2 separate regions of the Sus scrofa genome follow, and region 2 is linked to region 1. A link is a contact called in public Hi-C data. All regions are on one chromosome and are shown on one strand. Each heading gives the region's core, a stretch centred on a gene start, on an enhancer-like site or on the middle of the called end of the contact. The rest is flanking DNA. Distances are from core to core; before and after follow the strand shown.

Region 1 (4,762 bases), core at 2,015-4,514:
CTGAAGCACCTACCATTCCAGCCACAGCCCAGTGCCAGTGGTGCGACCAGGCCACAAGGATGACTTCTCTCTACCTGAGGGGGCCTGTTCAGTCTACACAGGGCCCTGGGGCTCTTGTGACACTCAAACCCAGCCCTCCCTATTGCTTCACTAACCCAACAGTCAAGCCCCTTCACAGACCATTTACTCCCAGTGACCTTCAGGCCTCACCTGTTCCCAAACGCCATGGTTTGGTTTTGTTTTGTTTTTCTTTAATAGGGCCATACCTGTGGCATACGGAAGTTCTCAGCTAGGGGTTGAATCGGAACTGCAGCTGCCAGCCTATGTCACAGGTACAGCAACTCAGGATCCAAGCCATACCTGTAACCTATGTCACAGCTTGAAGCAACACCACATCCTTACCCCACTGAGTGAGGCCAGGGATCGAACCTACATCGTGGATGCTAGCCAGATTCTTTCTGCTGAGCAACAACGGGAACTCCCACACATGTAATGCTCTTGACACTTTTCAAACATATTCCAATTTAGGATCCATGATCACAAAGTGGACAACCTGGGAGTTCCCGTCGTGGCGCAGTGGTTGACGAATCCGACTAGGAACCATGAGGTTGCGGGTTCGATCCCTGCCCTTGCTCAGTGGGTTAACGATCCGGCATTGCCGTGAGCTGTGGTGTAGGCTGCAGACGCGGCTCGGATCCCGCGTTGCTGTGGCTCTGGCGTAGGCCGGCAGCTACAGCTCCGATTCGACCCCTAGCCTGGGAACCTCCATATACCACAGGAGCGGCCCAAGAAATGGCAAAAAGACAAAAAAACAAAGTGGACAACCAGTAGTACCTGGCTCTCCTGGGCATTCACTGGGCTCTGGCTGTGACCCCAATCCTGCAGAGGGCACACCCTTCCTGTGCACCACCCTACAGTGTCCTCAGAGCAACCATGGCAGGCAAGTGTGGCACCTGCCTTTACCTCCCTTCATGAGGTGGTGTAGAAGTAGGGAGTCCCCAGAATGATAGCCTCTGGATGACATGCCTATGGACCACGCAGGACAGTGTAAAGACCTCAGTCACTGTCTCCACCAGAGAGGAAATGCCTGAAAGAGGAAGTCACCTGATCTGCTTCATCTGGATACCCTTTGCCCTGGCCAGGCTGTGCGGCCTTTAAAAACACCAGTGGTCACTTCCAGAGCCTCTTTACACCAAAAACTAGAATAGGAGGCATCCATGTGCATTTAACCTCACATAACACTGAGAATATCCTTATTATGTCTACTTTATAGATAAGGCGACTGAGGGTGAGAGGTGGAAATGGCTTGCTACAGTCCCTTCCCCTTGCCCAGGGTCTTCTGTACCCCTTCTCTGGCTTCTGCTTCCTCTCCCTTCAATCTGGGTCCCACCCATAGAGACCAGTCACCCTTGGATGCCAATCCTCTGATGGTCAAGGTCAGGTCGGTCCCTGCTCTGTGCCCAGGAAGAGCTTGTCTGCTGCCCACAATGGGGTTTCCCAGGATTAATGCCAATAGCCTCATACTCTGACGAGTTAGGCAGGTTAGGATTCCAGTTACTCTGAGCCTCTAGGTGAGGCCTGAGGCTCTTCTGCTGTGACCCAGGATAACCCAGAACTGAACGAATTAATGAGGTAAAAAGGCCTAGGACCAGTCCAGTCAGAGACCACACACTTCCCAATGCCACAGTGTTCATACTCAAAACTCCTTAGGTTCACATAAGGCTCCCTAAAGGCCCCCACGATAAAGTCCGGATGACCCATCCAGTCACGAGGCCCGCACAATCCACCCCTGCCCCCACTCCATTCCAGGCAGCCAGGACTGCTTAGTTCCCTCCCTCCGATATGCAGTTCCCTCTGCCTGGAGCTCTCTCTGGGCCTCAGCCCCAGCTGCGTACTCCAGGAAGCCTTCCCCGACTGGGTTGGTGGATTCTCTGTGTTTGCCTATCACAGACCTCAGCTCTCAGGATCATCCTGCCAGCTTAGGGGAAGCAGGACCAAATCTGCCCAGACCCTCTGGTGAACTTGGCATACCCCTGGAGCATTTCTTGGCCCAGAGCTCCTGGTGGGCGTGCCTGGGACTGCATGCCAACCCCACCCTCTGTGATCTGCATCATCCTCATTAAAACACTACAGTAGAAAGAGCATGGGGGGGGGGGTCATGCTGCAGCCGTTCAGTATGTAACGTATACCTCAGCATGCCTCTGCCTTCTAGAGTCCTGGCTGGTCACGGCCTGAATGAGGTACCCAAAGCCCTCAAGACAGAGGCCTCATCCATGTCCACACCCACCAGTAGGAAACACTGAGCGGCCTGGGCCAGGACCAAGGAGAACACAGGCAGGGGAGGTTGCCTAACCCCAACATAGCGTAGTCCAAGAAGGTGTGGCAGAAGTAAGGGTAGAGTATGACATCTGTTCACAGTCATTGTCTCAACTCCTACCTCTGTCTATGGCCACCCTCGGATACCCTTGAGCCTCTTCTCTCAGGCTCAGGGCCACACATTTGCTAAGTCAGGCGGAGCCCTCGTGGAAGGCTAGGAGAGGAATCCTTTCTCCAAAGAACTTCCTTTCAGTAATGCACTCTGAAACTTGTGGGGCTTGAAAGGCAAAGGGAGACCATCTTCTAGCCAGGCCCAAGTCAACGCTGAGGCTTCTGAGAGCCAACTCCGAAGCCACCCCACCTCCTTTGCGGGGCCAAAGGGCCTCGGTCTTTCCAGGTGAAAAATGGGGATGTTTGGGGCTGACATGTTTGGGAATAACGACTGAACTGACGCACAAATGCGCGGTAACCATCCCACTTATCCCTATATTCTACAGTGGAAGGTGACAAGAGTTTCACCACACCCGCGCCCAGCAAAGCGGGAAGCGGACGGACCGACCCAGGTGACAAGACAGTCATATCTTCCCCAATCCCATGCTTAGAGCAGATGCAGAACTGGAAGACAGCCTCGCCCGAGCCCCATCCAGCTGGACGCACGAACAAACGGACCCACGACTGGACGCGCGCCTTACCTAGCACCACCGGTGGGGGACGTCCGGCTGGGAGCGCCGGGTCTGTGAGCATCAGGAGGAACAGGAGGACACTCGGAAGCAGGGCGGCGCGGTAGGGGCAGAGACCCATAGCAGCGACTGCAGCTGCTGGTCTGAGGTGCGGATTCAGCTCTCGCGTCTCGTGCCTAGGCCCGGGCGGCGGCGACGCACTTAACCCCGCCGCTCACAGCCTTCACAGAGGCTGGGCCAATCAGGGCCCGCCTCCTGCAAATGGTCTGCCAATAGGGACTCGCTGCCTGGGCGTCCCTCCCAGTCAGAGCTCACCGCCCCGCCCCTGCTCATCCCGGGCCAACTCCCTTAACCGCGCTGCACGCCGAGTGCATCGATCGGCTGAGGCTCAGCCCGGTTTCCACTCATATTCCCAGCTGGTCGGACCCAGCTCGCCGCTGGACACCCCAAAGTCCACGCTGCGTAGCCCTCACCCCCGATTCCTGGCGCCTCCCTTACCAGGGATCTAGAATGCGCCGGGCCGAGCGGGTCCAATGCTCGCTGCTGCTGAGTGACCCGGATCAAATAAGAGGAAAAAGGGGATAAGTCATTCCCCGGCAACTAGTTCTGGAACTTGGGACCAGGAGCTGACCAGCAACCTTATGCATCTCCCAGGCTGGTTCTTTGCACTCTGCCCCAAGGGCATCTGGGTTCAGGCAACATTAGCCTGGTAAGCATTTCTCTTTCCAGTGAGAATTCAGTTCGCCTGTTTCGGGGTTTCATAAACACCACTTCGCCTTGACCAAGCAGTTCGCTGGCTGGGTTAAGCAAGAGTGAGCTTGAGGAGTTCCCGTCATGGCGCAGTGGTTAACGAATCCGACTAGGAACCATGAGGTTGCTGGTTCGGTCCCTGCCCTTGCTCAGTGGGTTAACGATCCGGCGTTGCCGTGAGCTGTGGTGCAGGTTGCAGACGTGGCTCGGATCCCGCGTTGCTGTGGCTCTGGCGTAGGCCGGTGGCTACAGCTCCGATTCGACCCCTAGCCTGGGAACCTCCATATGCCGCGGGAGCGGCCCAAGAAATAGCAACAACAACAACAACAAAAGACAAAAGACAAAAAAGACAAAAAAAAAAAAAAAAAGAGTGAGCTTGAGCCTCAACCCAGTGCCATGGCCATCTGCAAGTTTCTACGAAAAGCAGGAGGGGTGGTGTTGGAATCTCATGCCCCAGGCCACTCCCACCCCATGCAAACTCATTCCAGAGAGGACACAGACTCTGCACATGGAATTGGGGTGAATAGAGTGGGCAAAAGACTTAACAGCCAGTAATACTCCAGTACCATACTTCATTCTGGAATAGAGAGACCAGCGTGTTTGGAGACTGGAGGTCTTGATCCTTCACATACCCTCTCTGGAGGGCCAGTAAACACCCTGGTTATGCCTGGCTGGTCCCAAGACTTCTGTCCTGCCCCTCCCTCCCTCCCTTCTTTTTTCCTCTTTATCCAGCCTCTCTGGAGTGACAGTCAATGAACATACTCACTGTCTTGGCCTGCCTCTCTTGTGTTCTTTTAGTGAAGCACATTGGTAATTGGGGTACCCTCCTCTCCTAAGGTCCAGCTATCTCTCACCTCAGACCCTGGCCCAGGGGATCCACCTTCTAAAACCACTGCCTCCCTCACCTTCAACCCAGGCCCCAGCAGAGGGCCAGTGTGAGAGAACCTAGAGGCCCTCCTGCCAGGGCAAGTGCTAAGTGGGGGTAGGATAAGAATCAGGACAATCTAGGCTGCCTT
Region 2 (5,043 bases), core at 330-2,829, 110 kb before region 1:
TTGGAGGGCAGGCGGGAGGCATGGCAGCACTTGCTCTCAGGGTTGGCCACTCTGAGACCCATGCACCCAGCATTACCTTGTCCTCTGTGGGCTTCAGGAGGCCGGTGCTGACCGTGCTGTCCGGGGTCAGGTGGTATTCCATCCATAAGACAGCCCCGTGGCTCCTCCCAGGCCTATGGGCGGAGGATGTTGGGACAATTAGAAATGCTACAGGAGGGACAGGTGGGCGTGGCCATGGCTCTCCTCTGGTCTCCCCAGCTTCCCCTCTGCCCAGTCAGGAGACTCCTAACACTCCACCTGACTTAAGGCCACTCAGTAAAATACTGAACAGGAAAGGCCACAGCCCAAAGCCCCCATTCATTCCGGAAGCCTGGCCAAGTACCAAAAGTAACCATAGGACAGGGCCAGCTGGCTGCAGGACCACCTCCTCAGCCTGAGGTCACAGAAAGGTTTGGTCCAGAAGCCCTGGAGAAGAGACCAGCATCAAAGTCTATTAGATCTCTCCTAGACACCCTGGAGGGCAGGCCCAGATGGGCCACTGCCCTGCCTCCTCATTACCAAAGGGGCCCCCGGCACTCTGGGCTCATGGCTTCCACCCAATCAGATGAGGTTTGTTCCTCCAGGAAGAAGCTGCCTCCTCCCCATGAAGGGAGCTGGAGCTAAGCTGGATGGGCCTGGTCATGCATCACAACGACAGCCCCTGCCAATTCCTAACCTGCTTTAGTTCCCAGGAGAGTTCAGAAACATGGGCCAATGGGTAACCATAGCAACCAAATTCACGTTTCTCTGCAGCTGTGCGTAACATGCTTCTTAGCTCAAAGAGAGCCTCAGATATGGGAGGATGAGTAAGCCCACCGGGGCTCTCCCTCCCTACTCCGAAGCTGAGGGGCCCATTATATACTCACAGTCACTGCAGACAGGGAAGGGCAGGGCCAAGACAAGGAGAGCCAACCCATATGAATGTGACCAAAGTAAAGGCTGAGCCACTCGGGCAGTAACTATTAGACAGAAAGCAAGCCCAGTTCCTCCACTCCCCCAACCCTGGAGCCTACACTCACCGCCTGAGCTTAATGGTGCCCTCAGCACGGACAGGCTGTGAGGGGACTGGCTGCCGAAAATCAAAGGTCAGAACCTTCTGGGGCTCGGACAGGCTGCGGCACGGGTACTCCCACAGCGGATGGGGCTCAGCCTCCTTGCTCTCTCTGAAGTCCAGGGCACGCTGAGAAGGGAAGGGAAGCAGGGATCTGCAGAGACAGAGCTGGGTGGCCAGGGGACAAGGGCTCATGTCCCTGGGCAACTGCCAGAATCACATGGGGGCAGTGGGTCCTCACAAAAAACCACAAGTGCCTGAATCGGACCAGTTGGTTTCTCGGTTCCCTGCCACCACTCATGAACCATCTCTTTGGTAAGCTTCATTTTCGCCCTTTTAAAACTGGATGACACTGCCCGTCTCATGAGCTACATGAAAGATCAAATGTCTTTACTGGAGAAAACACCTGCCATTTGGACACTCGCCCATGAAGTGACCCTTAATGAGCACTACAGCTGCCAGATCCCCACACCAGGCTCCCAGTCCAGAGGGAGACAAGCAACCACAGCATCTGGGGAACACGGACTGGCTGAGAACAGGGCTGAGCAGGAAAGCTGCCCAGAGACGTGATCTCTGGGCTGCCTCCTGAAGGTCATACGGAAGTTGGCAGCAGGGAGGAGAGAAGACAAAGCCCAGCAGGGAGAGGGTAGAGAGCAGGACAGGGTGGGCCAAGTGGCGGGGGGTGACTGCAGGGGTGTGGGGCGGGGGGATGGGGGCCCTCAGGGAGCCTCCCAGGGTTTTCCCACAGGGGACAGACAGAACCAGTCTTTAGATCTACAGATTCACTTGGGCTCCATGTGAAGGCAGGCAAGAGACAAGAGACCAAAGTGGCCCAGACCAGACCAGCAGCAGCAGGGCAAGAAAACTGGTTCATGGAGGGCCTGATGGCTATGGAACCCAACAACCAACTGCAAGGGAAGGCCAAGACTCATCTGGGAGGAGGTGGTGGCCCTGAGCCCAGAAGTCAGGTATGAAGTAGTGGCAGGTCAAGGACAGGAGCACTGGAAGGGACCAGGCTGGGGATGGGGAAGACAGGTGAATTCTGGAAGCACCAGGTCAGAGTGCCTGAAGACATCTCAGTGGAGAGCCTACTGCTCTTAGCTATTTGGTCTGAGCTCAGGAAAGAGGCAGACACTGGCCAGCAAAGAGAGAGGATGCGGACAGCCACAGAGGGCAGGGTCAGGGTAAGGGCCTGAGGGAGACCCAGAACCCACATCATCTTAGGGAATGGAAAGGTGGGGGAAGGGAGCCCAGGAAGGAGATTAAGGAGTGGCCAGAGGGAGCCAGAAATGTGTGGTGACTTGGCACAAAGGAGTTTTCTAGAAGCATGGAAGTCACTGGTCTGCTGTGGAGAAGCAGGTAAGATGCAAATTGAAAATGTTCACTGAATTTATTTACTTAAAAAATGTTTACACAAGCAATCTACAATCACTGTAGAAAACAGAAAGATAAACAAAAGGAGGAAAAACTTAACCAATTCCTAATTCCACAACTAACATTTTGGTGTCCACTACTCTACCTCTTTTTCTGTGTGTGAATTTTTTTTTCAATTAAAAAAATTTGGGGTGGGGGAGTTCCCGTCATGGCTCATTGGTAACCAACTAGTATCCATGAGGACCTGCATTCAATCCCTGGCCTCACTTAGTGGGTTAAGGATCCGGCGTTGCAGTGAGCTGTGGTATAGGTTGCAGACATGGCTCGGATTCAGCATTTCTGTGGCTGTGGCGTAGGACATTGGCTATAGCTCCCGATTGGACCCCCTACCCTGGAAACTTCCATATGCCTTGAGTGTGGCCCAAAAAGACAAAAACACAATTTTAAAGAGTTCCCTGGTGACCTAGTGGTTAAGGATACAGCACTGTCACTGCTGTGGCTCAGGTCACTGCTGTGGCATGGGTTTGATTCCTGGCCTGGGAGCTTTTGTATGCTGCAGGAGCACCCAAAAAAAATTTTTTTTAATGTTTTATATAATTTTTATTTATTTATTTATTTTAGGTCCGCACCCACGGCATACGAAGTTCCCAGGCTAGGGGTCAAATCAGAGCTACAGCTGCCACCCTAACCACAGCCATGGCAATGCAGGATCTGAGCCATGTCCGCAACTTATACCACAGCTTATGGCAATGCTGGATTCTTAAGCCACTGAGCAAGGCCAGGGATCAAACCCACGTCTTCATGGATACTAGTCAGTTTTGTGAACCACTGAGCCATGACTGGAACTCCTGTTGTATACAATTTTTAAAGGTTACTTTCCATTTATAGTTCTTACATGTATGAATTTTCTTAATGCTTTTACAAAAATGGGATGGTCCTCCCTGTCCTGCCCTTCTCACAGGACTCATGACTCTTCCGGTCCATGCATGTGGAGCCAAATATCACTGGCACTTTCATGACTGCCCTGGGTTCTGAGCAGATCCTGGCAACTGACCTGATCTCCTACTGATGTACAAATAACCCTAGAGAACTCTTCTTCCATATCCCACCTCCTCCACGCTCAGCACCTTCCCCTGGAATGGAGTCCCCAAGCTGAAAATAACTGGCTCAGAAGGCTGCCAAAAGTGCATTCTAGAGAGGCCATCCCAAAAGAGAGAATCTGCTGACATAAGCAGAAGTGATTCCAGTGACCTGGTGATAGACAGACAGACAGACCCCAGCCCAAAATTCTGTTTCAGGGGTTATAGTCCAGGGCCAAGAAGGGCCTAATACCAGACTTGGAGATGCAATAGCTCTCAGGTTCATGCTCACAGTGAACCAAGTACAACGGGACACAGGTGCCCTCCCTGCCCCCAACAGAGGAGCTCTCTGCATGCTGCCTGCACTGCCCAACCTGGGTCCCTCCATGGAAGCCAGATGTCCCCATCAGAAGCCTATGGCCATGTGGAAGGGGTGGGTGGGACAGTGGGGGTGGGAGGTGTGGCCCTGCCTACCTTAATCATATCATCCATGATGTGCACATCAAAGCCTTCACAGTCACCACAGGGGCTCCGGATTCTCCACAGATCCTGTAGGGAAAGCATAGCCTTCACTGATACCCACCTGCCATGGCATGCTGACATCCATACCCACCCAAAGCGGGTGGGCAGGCCAGGCCAAAGGTTCTGTAGGATAGCACACAGACACCCACATCCACCCAGGCATACGGCAATGTGGTGACAAGAGGAGAAAGGGTCAGTACGGTCAGGCTAGGGGTTGTCCCAGTTCTAAATATGAGGCACAGCTAGCTGTTCCTGCAAGCTTGGAAGGACTCCCACAGTTAAAGCGACCCAGACACACCAAAGACCTAGGATGGTTCTTCAAACCTGCAAAGCTTCACATGACCCCAAGCCCTCCCCTATAGGGGACAATCAGCCAGAGCTACTAGGCTTGGGTAGGGTCTCTAAGTCCCTCCCTGTGCATGCTAAACACTGGTTTATTGGGAAGAGCTCTGAAAAGCAGTTCTCAAGGCTCTGCACCCAAAAAAGAGCATGACGATGACGGAGCCCACGAGAGGACCAGAGGTGCACTCAGGCCAGTCAGCTTTGCACTGTCTCTTGGATGTACGCCTAGGAATAAACGTCATTCTGCACATCCCTTCTCTGGCCATGAAAACCAGAATTCACATGGAAATCTGATCAAGTGAATACATAACACAGAAGAAATGCCTAGAAAATTAAGTGATGGAACTACTAAGCTACCAGTGGATAAAGCAGTTCTTATCAAAGAAACATCAAATGAGGTTCACTCTATATTTCAGGTTAAAAGCATTTCAAAATCCTTTTAATAAAAAATGCCTTTCCCCAAATGACTTTGTGACTGTGGTTCTGCTTTGATGAGAAAATTAAAATGAAGCTTTTCAATTTTTTTCTTGCATAAAGAAGCTGACTTGCCCATCTCAAAATGCTTTTAACAACTGGAGCCTCAGCTCTTAATGAGAGCAGAGCAAGCTGCACAGCTTGTCTTCTGAAACTCTTAAT

What was found. Hi-C and Micro-C count contacts between places; a contact is called where the count stands out from the background.
Region 2: a Hi-C map of skeletal muscle shows a contact between it and region 1, with 3 times the contacts expected there. The contact joins the enhancer-like site here to the promoter of PLA2G15 in region 1. A contact is called at or near these places in 1 of 5 promoter capture datasets (fetal liver), 3 of 47 Hi-C or Micro-C datasets (epiblast stem cells, liver and skeletal muscle) and 1 of 2 datasets of contacts at active chromatin or transcription factors (skeletal muscle).

Annotation. Positions count from the first base shown.
Region 1 is chr6:28,819,122-28,823,883 of Sscrofa11.1, reverse strand. PLA2G15 (group XV phospholipase A2) reads right to left here and starts at 3,264. Exons shown (of 5, transcript XM_021094161.1): 1 at 3,009-3,264. The coding sequence starts at 3,117.
Region 2 is chr6:28,931,902-28,936,944 of Sscrofa11.1, reverse strand. It overlaps PRMT7 (protein arginine N-methyltransferase 7), which reads right to left. Exons shown (of 19, transcript XM_021094144.1): 15 at 4,018-4,092; 16 at 1,059-1,219; 17 at 77-173. Among named protein-coding and RNA genes, the nearest start is that of SLC7A6OS, 51 kb to the right of the region's middle. Within about 2 kb of position 1,579, at least 9 of the 83 cell types and tissues checked have an H3K27ac peak or open chromatin away from gene starts, as enhancers often do. A contact at or near this core is called in skeletal muscle, where this site is marked.